3 separate regions of the Sus scrofa genome follow, and all the other regions are linked to region 1. The links are chromatin contacts, called in public HiChIP or PLAC-seq maps. All regions are on one chromosome and are shown on one strand. Each heading gives the region's core, a stretch centred on a gene start, on an enhancer-like site or on the middle of the called end of the contact. The rest is flanking DNA. Distances are from core to core; before and after follow the strand shown.

Evidence for each region. HiChIP or PLAC-seq counts read pairs in DNA pulled down with a chosen protein or histone mark.
Region 2: an H3K27ac HiChIP or PLAC-seq map of alveolar macrophages shows a contact between it and region 1. The contact joins the promoter of ALG5 here to the promoter of LOC100624094 in region 1. A contact is called at or near these places in 2 of 5 promoter capture datasets (fetal liver and fetal skeletal muscle), 3 of 47 Hi-C or Micro-C datasets (embryonic fibroblasts and retroperitoneal adipose tissue) and 2 of 2 datasets of contacts at active chromatin or transcription factors (alveolar macrophages and skeletal muscle).
Region 3: a contact with region 1 is called in an H3K27ac HiChIP or PLAC-seq map of alveolar macrophages. The contact joins the promoter of SMAD9 here to the promoter of LOC100624094 in region 1. A contact is called at or near these places in 1 of 5 promoter capture datasets (fetal liver), 1 of 47 Hi-C or Micro-C datasets (subcutaneous adipose tissue) and 1 of 2 datasets of contacts at active chromatin or transcription factors (alveolar macrophages).

What each region holds. Positions count from the first base shown.
Region 1 is chr11:12,307,714-12,311,462 of Sscrofa11.1, forward strand. LOC100624094 (spermatogenesis- and oogenesis-specific basic helix-loop-helix-containing protein 2) reads right to left here and starts at 2,012. Exons shown (of 20, transcript XM_021065387.1): 1 at 1,776-2,012. The coding sequence starts at 1,858.
Region 2 is chr11:12,813,860-12,817,608 of Sscrofa11.1, forward strand. ALG5 (ALG5, dolichyl-phosphate beta-glucosyltransferase) reads right to left here and starts at 2,110. Exons shown (of 10, transcript NM_001244320.2): 1 at 2,018-2,110. The coding sequence starts at 2,083. It overlaps EXOSC8 (exosome complex component RRP43), which reads left to right and starts at 3,222. Exons shown (of 11, transcript XM_021065264.1): 1 at 3,222-3,287. The coding sequence starts at 3,271.
Region 3 is chr11:12,725,841-12,729,589 of Sscrofa11.1, forward strand. SMAD9 (SMAD family member 9) reads right to left here and starts at 2,141. Exons shown (of 5, transcript NM_001195510.1): 1 at 1,714-2,141. The coding sequence starts at 2,125.

The DNA of each region.
Region 1 (3,749 bases), core at 762-3,261:
AGAAAGAAAGAAAGAAAGAAAGGAAGAAAGAAAGAAAGGAAGAAAGGAAGAAAGGAAGAAAGAAAGGAAGAAAGAAAGAAAGAAAGAAAGGAAGAAGGAAGAAAGAAAGGAAGAAAGAAAGAAAGAAAGGAAGAAAGGAAGAAAGGAAGAAAGAAAGAAAGAAAGAAAGAAAGAAAGAAAGGAAGGAAGGAAGAAAGAAAGGAAGAAAGAAAGAAAGAAAGAAAGAAAGAAAGAAAGAAAGGAAGAAAGGAAGAAAGAAAGAAAGAAAGGAAGAAAGAAAGAAAGGAAGAAAGGAAGAAAGAAAGGAAGAAAGAAAGAAAGGAAGGAAGGAAGGAAGAAAGAAAGAAAGAAAGAAAGGAAGAAGGAAAGAAAGAAGGAAGGAAGGAAGGAAGGAAGGAAGGAAAGAAAGAGAAAGAAAGAAAGAAAACAGGAAAGAAATAGGGCAATGGGTAACAACTGATAACCTGAAACAAAGAGGAAAAAAGAAACACTTAAAACGCACACACACACAAATAGCATTCCAGAGATTATCTATTTAGGACATCAGTAAATAGCATATTTGTTATCAAAATATGATGTCAGAGTCATATATTCAATACATATTTTTGAATGTCTATTATGTTAAAAGTATTAAACTAAGGCTGAAGATACTACGGTACACAAACAGATCATCAGCAATAGTAGGAGCTAACTTCCCCTGAATGTTGATTGCAAGCCAATGCTAAGTACTTAACATACATTTCACTTAGTCCTGGCAACAACCCTATGTGTGAGATAATGGTTTCTACACCAAACTTAGACTTAAGAGGTTCATTAACTTGCCCAAGACCATGTAGTTGCTGTGTAATAAGAGCTAGGATTTGAATTTATACAGGATTTCTCTAAAGTATTGGTTCCTATACTCTGTTGCTTCAGGGAATACAGAACCTGGCCTCAGAGTGCTTACAGTTGAGTACCAGATCAAGAAATAACTGAACAGTTAAAAGAGCGTGGTGGGGCTATAATAGAGAAAAAAAGCAAGAAGTCATAGGGACAGAAGAATCTAGCTCTCCTGGAGCCTGATGGTGTGGTTGTGGGCTTCTTTTTAAAAATATTTAAAAGTTTCAAAGACTTAGTAGTAAGTTTTTTTTGTTTGTTTGTTTGTTACTTTGTTTTTTGTCTTTTTTAGGGCCGCACCGGTGGCACATGGAGGTTCCCAGGCTAAGGATCTAACTGGAGCTGCAGCTGCCAGCCTACGCTACCGCCACAGCAACGCGGGATCTGAGCCGCGTCTGCGACCTACACCACAGTTCAGGGCAACGGAGATCCTCCAGTAAAAAGTATTAATACTGAGTATTTTAAGAACTATATATAGTAGGGGCTTCATTTTTACAAAATGTCACCAAATTCTTAAGCTCTTCTAAAGGGATGAAAGAGAAGCATGATATTTCAACCTTTTGAATCTGAAACAGAAACCCTGAAATTAGTGGACCATTAACAGCAAACTGATATTTCAGCATCATGTAGTATATGCACACAGGGCACTCCATTTGGCTTGATCCTGAAGGCAGGACATCCTAGCTCAAAACCTATTCTAATAGCAAATGCAAGAGGTAAAGGAATCTTTGCTATAAAACACTGACTGCTTCTTGATGTCACTACTTTTGCCTAGGTATTAATCACACTGCAGGTGTCACATCAGCCTCAGTGGCTTTGGCCGTGAACCACGGGGCACCAACAGGCGCAGGCGCGGACGTGAACCCTACACCCGACGGGAGTGCGCCCCCCCAACTCACTTCAGGTGGATTTCTTCTAGTAACTCCAATTTAAGGCGGTCGGTGCTCACACCGTCGAAGGTGTCGCTTCGTCCCTCCTCCATAGTGTTAGATCAGAAGCCACCCACACCTTCCCTCGACCGGCTCCCAACGCTAAACCTCAGGGAACACCCAGAAGCTGGGAGAGGCCAAACTTGGTCAGGCCGTTGTCAGGGCGACCTGCCTCACGGTCGCATCCCGGCGCCTCCGGATGACGTCACAGGACGGCGGTGGGGGCGGGACACAGGCTGGGCTGCCCAGAGCGGCTTAAACGCGAGGAGGGCTGCTTGTGCTCGGGACACCTCCAAACTCCTTCGCAAGTCCTGTGGGCCGCGGCGTCCATCCTTCTCCCAAACCCGCGGAGGGGGCAAGCCTTGCCCAAGATGGCAGGGGGAGTGTGCGTGGCCTGCGTGCCTGAGGATAAGGTGTCGAGGGCTGTTGGCCTTGGCTGCTTTGCTTAAACCCCGACACATGTCCGCCGTTCACGTTGTTCATGCCCTCGTTAGGGAAGGGCTGGATCCCAGAACAGCTGTGCCTTTCTTTGCTTAAGTTAACCAAGCCCCCAGGCTTTGGCTCGGAGAGTCTGGGGAGGAGGACTCTAAAGAAGGTACTAGAATTCTGATTGTTTGAGCCTTCAGTTCAGATTGTCTTTGAATTCTGGCAAATCTGGCAGCTGTCTGCGGACCTAGCTGAAAGCTGCCCCAACTGCAACTTGAAATTTCATGATTGTATTTGTAATTGCAAACTTTGCAGTCTACTCTTGGCTTACCTGTGCTTTAGTTCCATCCGTGGCTCCGGTCCAAAGATGCAGCTCACTTTACCTCTGACTTCTCTGGTACATGTTCCATCCGTTGAACAAACTTGAGAAGTGTGAGCAATGGGACCATGTTTTCTAACAGAAATCAGCTCAAGGAGTCTGGTGGAGTTCCTTTGTTCTGTTTACTGCCTTTTTACTGCTGAGAAAAGTGACCCAGAGTGGTCAGTAAATGCTATTGGTCATGTACCTATAAAAGGAAACAAAGATTGGGGGCGGGAGCATAAAAAGCACATTTGAGTATGTGTTATTGCTGCTTACTGGAGATTCCTGGAAAACTGATAATTTATGGGGAAAATGTTAGAAACTGGAATTGAAGAAACCGCATCTAAAACTGGAGTCAGGGCAGGCCTGTAGGAGGAGCTCACACACCCTGCCATAAGTCCTCAGTTGCTCTTAACAGCGAGAAACGTCTGTCTAGGACAGGAAGGTGCCTCTCCTTTAGTATCCTGCAGGAAGAAAACTGAGTCGTCAGCCTAGTCAATGAGAAGCTTTCATACTTTATAAGACTCCCAGCTTCCTCCGCTGGACTCCCTGATTATTGCGACCCTTCTTAACCTCCTCCTTTTCTCTATAAAACAAGTTTCCAGTCCCTGTCCTCTGGATTGTTTCGTGATCCGCCATAGTTCACCTATCTCAAATTGCAGTTCCTCTGGCTATTCCTAATAAGCTTGCTTTTGCTGGTGAAATAACTGGCTATTATATTATTAAAATTGACAAAACTAACCTATGGTTGCTATACTGAACAGTTTGTATCAAATAAACTATAAAATGGTTCGCAAGATAAATGCTGGAGCTAAGGAAGTCTTCAATTAGCACTCGGGCAGTTTGCTCTTAGCTAACGAATTTGTCTTCTGAATTCCAACAGAATAGATTAGGAGGGGGTGGGGATTGGAGAGAGAACACTTTCCCCCACTAGCCACTTCTTCCTCAATGAGTAGTCTCCTGGTTGATCAAACTGTTTCTTTACATATGGCTTTTTTTTTTCACATAGCATACATTTAAAGACATTATTTGGGATTTCTATTTTTCTTCTGATCTGTGTTAATTTTTTAAAAATTCATCTTCCTGGATATACATACATATATATATATATATATATATATATATATTTTTTTTTTTTTTTCCTTTTTAGGCCCACA
Region 2 (3,749 bases), core at 860-3,359, 510 kb after region 1:
GATCAGTGTGTTTTGTAATAATTTTCTCCTCTGGCTTTAAAAAAAAAACCTATTTGGGTAACACTTGCACACAGGAGCTCATCTTGCCAACATCAGCTTCCTCATCAGTAAAATAAAACAAATGATGATAACACTTATGTCTGTGTTGTTTTAAAGACCAAATGAGATAATCCCTGTTAAATACTCAATAAATGGTAGCTCTTCTAACCACTTCAAGCCAATAGAACAAATACTTCCAGGACATGGGTGTATGTGTATATCCAGACAAAACTATAATTCAAAAAGATACATGCACCCCTATGTTCATAGCAGCACTATTCACAATAGCCAAGACATGGAAACAACCTAAATGTCCATTGATGGATGAATGGATTAAGAAGATGTGGTACATATATACAATGGAATACTACTCAGCCATAAAAAGGAATGAAATAATATCATTTACAGCAACATGGATGCAACTAGAAATTATCATACTAAGTCAGAATGAGAAAGATAAATACCATATAATATCACCAATATGTAGAATCTAAAACATGGCACACATGAACCGATCTATAAAACAGAAACAGACTCACAGACTTAGAGAACAGACTTGTGGTTGCCAAGGAGGAGGGAGAGGGAGTGGGATGGACTGGGAGTTTAGGGTTAGAGACAGAAACTATTACATTTAGAACGGATAAGCAATGAGGTCCTACTGTATAGCACAGGGAACTATATCCAGTCTCTTGGGATAGACCATGATGGAAGATAATATAAGAAAAGGAATATATATATATATAAATATATTACATATATATATGACTGGGTCACTCTGCTGTACAGCAGAAATAGGCACAACATTGTAAATCAACTATACTTTAATAAAATAAAGTGTTTTTTTTAAAGTATTTCCAAGACAATCTCATAACATACACATTTAAATACGTGCAAGAGTCAACATTAGGCAGATTCAATTTAGGATTCTGTCAAACTCTGCCCCATCCTAAAGCTAACCTCCCCCGACTCCCCAAATGTCCATATACTAAGGGCAAAGAGGATTCCTTTCCCACCCAAACACACAAACACTGAAGAAGTCAGGATATATTGCTGTTTCTCTAAACTACTTTTAAGCTGTAAAATTCTGGCAAGATGGCAAAGTGGCCTTCCTAGCAATGCTATCTAGGCTGCCAACTTCAAAGTCAAGGAAGCAGGAACCTCTCCATTCACTAACTAGGTGCCAGAGAGTTGGGGCGGGGTGGTAGAGTAATTCACTTGACGCTTTTTCTACTCCATTTACTAACTAGATGACAGACCCATTCCAAAACACATGGGAGAAAGTTCACTTGGCAACTTTTCTACTACTTTTGGATCAGCAAGTGTTACAATGATTCTGTGTTTCCACCGTAATGGCAAAGAAAATCCGAGCTTAAGTTCTACTGTGTTGCCTCATTTAGAGGCAGCAAACTTAAGGTGTTGAATTCTGGGACATATTGACCCCCAGCATATGGTAACACTGGCCTTGTCTAGGTATTCCTGTGACCCCAGTGGGTCTCCTTAATGCACGAGTCTAACCAATCCCGTAACAGATGGCACTTGTCAGTGCTGCCACCACTTTCTATTTCCTTATCTACATCGGGAAGGGAGAGCCTGCAAAGCAAACATCTGGGGGCTCAAGACCTCCCTGGTGGGGCCAGAACTGCAGCGACTGCAAGGCCGGGAGGAAATGCTGGAGAGGTCGGGACAGACGCGGCGGGCGGCAGAGGGTCCGGAGACTAGGGGGCGAAAGAAGACAGGGTGGGCATGGCCCAGTGAACCCAAGTTCTAGGCTCTGGACACGCAGGGAAATAAAGCTCCAAGATAAAAATAAAGAACGTTAGAAAGATGCGTAAAATTCTAGCAGAAGAAATTCTGGGGTCGGAGCTTAGGTGAAGCATGGTTCAAGGGACACGTCGAAGAACCGGCAGTGCGGAGGAGAGGATGCCTGGGGGCCGAGTCTCCACCCGCACCCGCGTCGGTCCCCAACCCCTCTCCTCACCAGAATTAGGGCTGCGGCCGCCAGCCCCGCGCCAAGCACGGCCAACTGCAGCAGGAGCGGAACCATACTCCATGCCCAGAGGCCGCCGCCGCCCGCCCTCTGCAGCGCCTACACACACGCGGAAGTGCAGCCGCGGGCCCCGCCTCCCGCCCGCAGAGAGGCCGCGCCGGTCGGGCGCCCGCCGCCCACAGCGCCGCCGCGCGGCGAGGCGAGGAATACTTAGCGGTGTGAGAGACGCTCAGTCCTTGCGAGGGGCAGGCGCTCACTCAGTTCCACAGTAGCAGGGTTGCCAGATTTAACAAATAAAAGTACAGGATATCCATTTAATTTGAATTTCAGATAAGCAACGAATCGTTTTATTTAACAGCATTATTAAAATACAACTCACATACCATACAATCCACACATTAATTTTTTCAAACTCTGATAATGTAAAACATAAAATTTGGCACTCTATACACTTTACGTGTACACTACAACGACATTAATTGCATTTACAATTTCTTTCAACCATCGTCACTATTTCTAAAACTTTCCCAGTTATTCCCCAGCTTCTGGTAGCAACTAATCAAGTGAAAATTTTTTCTTGTACCCACAGTAACAAACTACTCTTTATCTGACATTCAAATTGAGTTGGATGCCCTGTATTTTATCTGGCAACCCTATCTAAGAGGGAGGTGTAGGTCTTGAACCATGACACAGTCTACAACAAAACTGCTCCTTTGGAGCCCGGTCAGGTTGCTTGGTGCGGATAAGGAGCGAGCAGAAAATTTAGGTGATTCTTCCGTGCTGGAGCAGGGAGGACTTTACCTGGGAGGAGGCAAGCCCAGGGCCCAGTCAAGAAGGGGGCGGGAAAAGGATGCTGAAACACTGGAGTAATGCTCCACACTCAAATACTTGATCCTCTGATGTAAGGTAGGTTTTCTCCTGAGTCTTGAACTACCACAGTTTCTAAACAGACACTGGTCACTTCTCTAATAGCCGATTCGTCAAAACACGCCAAAAGCAAGGAAACCTTGAAGGGCGTCTGGCTAGTGGCGGTCGAAGGGAAGGCATGCAGGAAACAATCCCCGCCCCGCCTGGCTTAGCTCTCCCCCATTGTACTCTGCCTTCCAGATACCAGGCAGCAGAAAGGCACAAACAAACATCAGTGTTGAAAGTGCCGCGGCGGAGCAGCTGCGCGGGCCAGAGGTGAGGCGATACCCAGGCGCAGGCGCAGGCGCAGGCGCAGGCGCAGGCGCGCGGGCGGGAAGATGGCGGCCGGGTTCAAGTGAGTGTGGCTGCACGGCGGGCGGGAGTTCGTATCCTAGCGGATTGCAGCTTCATTTACTCTTTAGGTGGGATTTTTCTCACCGAGAGACCATCCCACCGGACGCCCACTTCCTTCCATCACGGAAGTAGGCGACGGGCGGGAGGACTGGAGGGGGTCGTAGTGAAAGGAACGGGGGCGTCCTCCCCCAGTGAGGCTGTGCTGGAAGGACTGTGTGGCGTTGCAAGCGCTGCAAGCGCTGCAAGCGCTCTGGCTTGGTGTGTAGCGACATGCAGCCCAGGAGACGTTGGGAATCTCCTAAAAAGTGTTCCGCCCGGGCCACATGCCACCCTGCTCTCTCTCTCTCTCAGTCTTCCGTAGTTTACTTTTGAAAGCTTTTGTGCCTTACTCGGAAGGTTTTAGGTGTTTTTAGTGCCACTCTGGAGAAGCCTATACATTTTTCTTTTCAGAGTCTAGTTTTAA
Region 3 (3,749 bases), core at 891-3,390, 420 kb after region 1:
GGCTGTGGTGTAGGCCAGCAGCTGTAGCTGCGATTCGACCCCTAGCCTGGGAACCTCCATAGCAGGTGTGGCCTTAAAAAAGAAAAAAAAAAAAAAAAGTTGCTTCTGGCAGTTCCCATTGTGGCTCAGTAGTAAGGAACCAGACTAGTATCCATAAGGATGTGGGTTCAATCCCTGGCCTTGATCAATGGGTTAAGGATCTGGCATTGCCATGAGCTATGGTGTAGGTCACCGACACAGCTCAGATCTGGTGTTGCTGTGGTGTGTCTGGAAGCTGCAGCTCTGATTCATCCCCTAGCCTGGGAACTTCACATGCCGTGGGCACAGCCCTAAAAAGCAAAAAAATTAAAAAATAATAAAAGCAAAAAATTTTAAAAAAAGGTTGTTTCTGGAGACAGCTGCTGAAGCACTTGCTTCATATCACACTAGGCATTTGTTACCACCTGCAAGTACCGATAAAAGCTCTCAGAAAAAGTAAAGGTTTTGGAGTAAATAGACAACAACGAGAACTACACAGTAACAATAACATCCATCCAAAGCCCACCATTTATCCACTAGCATACATTTGTCTCTTCTTAACAAGCAATAATTTTCAGCTCTACAGGTTGACTATATACTCAAACAAGTAGATGAAAAGTTTCCAATTAAACCACTACAGATGAGGGTAACAGAGAAACAATTTCTTCCTCCTTCAGAAACCTGTAGTTGTGTACATCACCTTATGACACTATAAAACAAATAGTCAACATCATCGTGCAAAAAAGACCGGGATGGTAAGCCATTCACTCTTCTTGTATGTGTTCCATGAATACAGAAGAATAAAAAACTGACTTTGTCATGAATTGTCTGAAAGTGAGGACCTGACACAGTAAGTGACATACGACTTCTTTCCAATGTTGCTCCTTTAACACGGTGTTAACAAGGTTCAAATAAACACTGATTTTTCCTTTTTGGAAGATTCACCCAGAATCACCCCATATCATTCTGGGGACTTTCTCCAAACAGTCTCACCCTGTATCCGGGATGATGTGACTGTGAGAAGCATCCATGCACAAGCAGGTGACTTCCTTGAAAACAGTTTTACAACATGAGGCAGGATTTGGGAGCCTGAAAAGTCACCTCGCTAAGACTTTTGTAAGCTGGGCACAACTTACCCAGGGCTGCTGCAGGGTGAACTGAACCCAGGAGCCAGGTGGCAGGCTGACTCTCACCCCTGCCTGCCTTCCTAGACAGAACCGCCTCTTAACAGACCTGGGCCATTTCCCAGAGCTCAGGTGATTTCCAGCAACTCTTTCCTTGGCTGTCTTCAGACTCAGGTAGCAGATACCTCCACTACTTGAGCTTGGGGAAAGCAGCAGACAGTTTAGCTCAGCAGAGCTGAGTTCAAGAAGAGGGGGCGGGAAGGAGATGCTTATTTTTTACAGTTGATCATGTCAAGGCCATGCAGAGACTTTTTAAGAACTCATAGATGACTCCAAAATACCTCCAAATAAAACTGCCTTTTTCAAAATCACACAACGCTTACATGTATACAGAAAAGAGATAGCTTCTGTCTAGATTTCTCTGACTACGAAATCTTGGATCAGTTCCTCCAAACTGAGCCTACCCCCACTCCTTGCCAAGGCGGGCCCTTCCTCTGGGGGTGCCTCACATCTCTCCACCAGCTGGGACACGCCCTCTTAGCTCTTACAATAAACCACAGAGAAAACCCACCTGGCGTCTCCACCCGGCGATAGTGGTAGGGGTTAATGCACACCTCTTTCTGCTTGGAGCCAAACGGGAACTCACAGCACTCCAGGGGCTTCAACTCATGGTGAGACTGGAGATCGGGCCAACGCCACACTCGGCAGTAAATGACGTGGGGCAGACCCTTGCGGTGGGAGACCTGCAGCCGCCCGTCCAGGGAGCGGGGAATCGTCACGCACTTGCTGGGCTGCCCTGGGCAGCTGAGGGCCCTCTCCAGCTCGTCCATGGCTCCTTTCTTTTTCTTTAACTTCTTCACTAAAGAGTCCACCGCCTTCTCCGCCCACTTTTCCTCTTCATCTCCTTGCTTCCAGCCGAGCAGTCTCTTCACTGCGGGGCTGGTGAAGGAGAAGAGGGAGCTGATGGGGGTGCTGGAGTGCATAAGAGGCGCACTGTGGGCGTCCAGAGAAGCTGTGAACTGGACCCGAAGCCCTTCACGGCCCGAGGGTAATGAGCAAGGACGCCTCCCAGGATGTCATAGGTGCCAACTCGCCAGGGACGTCATAAGTCTTCCCTTTCTTCCGGAAGGAATTGGGACCAATTTTGGCTGCGAAGTGGATTTTCTCCTAAGGCCTGGAATGGGCTGCCCAACTCTAATTAAAAAAAAACAAAAACAAAAACACAGGATTAGAGACTTTCAAAAAACACTAAAGGTTGGATGTACAGGAGAAAATATTCTTCAAATGTTTTAGACTTGAAAACTCTTAGTCATCTTTGACTCTTCCTTCTCCTTAATTCCCTATACCCAAGTCTTGTTAATTCTGCCTTTGAATTGTTTTTCACATTTGGAACCTTTCTGTCCATTTCTGCCAACATCTGGTCCCTGCCCCACCTTCCCAGTCCCCTTCAATACTGCAGCACCTCTAATTAGGCCCTCTCCTCCAGTGCTAACCCATGTATTTCCAAAGACAACTTTTAACAAGTCCTTTTCCTGTCTGGGAAATTACAGTGGCTTCCTGGTTTCGCAAGTGTAAGCTTTCCTGCCTGGGTTTCTAGGGCCTCTGTGATCTTTCCTCCACATGCTCATGCCACTTCCTCTCTCATTTATAGTTTGCACAAGTGACAAGCCTTCATTGTGCAAAATATACACATAAATAACTGAAAAAGAAAAACAAAGCAGGAACATTAATAATCTCACTTATGTCATGTATTCTTCCAAGTTCCTCTAGAGGACAGTGGCTCTCAAAGCGTGGTCCGAGGACCCCTGGGGATGAGCAGTCAGTCCTTTCTTCCCAGCTACACATCTGTGTGCGCTGGATTCTCCCCATGACTCAGACCCAAACAACAAACCACAGACTGAATGCAGGAGCAGATGTGAGAATCCAAGTGTCATACAGAAAACCAGGCATTAAAGAGACTTGCACAAATATAAAATGATAATACCTTTGGTACTATCTGGGAGAAAAATCTTCTGGTGTTTCTTTTCTTCTTCTTCTTTTTTTTTTTTTTGGCTGTACTTGGGGCATAGAGAAGTTCCTGGGCTAGGGATTGAGTCCAAGCCACAGCTGTGACCTACACCACAGCTGTGACAATGCCAGATCCCTAACCACTGTACTGGGTCAGGGATCGAACCTGTGACTCCAAAGTGACCCAAGCCACTGCACAGACACCACCACATCCTTAACCCACTGCACCACAGCAAGAACTCCCCCAAAATCTAGTTTTTCAAAGGAAAAATGTTCATGTTAATGTGTAATGGGTTTATTGTTGTATTTTAATCAATCAGTAAATATTTTTAAGTTACTCAGATTTAGTTCCTAAAATGATTTTTTTAAAATTGATAGACATAAGTCACATCAACAAAGGTTCTTTAGAGTTCTCAATAATTCTCAAAAGTAAAGAGGGGGGGCATAAGACCAAAAGATTCTAGAAGCTTCACTCGGTCATATACAAAGGCGTCCACAAAAATGCACTGCTGTCACATTAGTTATTCTCCCTGAAAATCAGCTGAATTCTTCTTTGCCCTCTCATCCAAAGGAGACATTCCTTCCCACTTATTCAGCAGT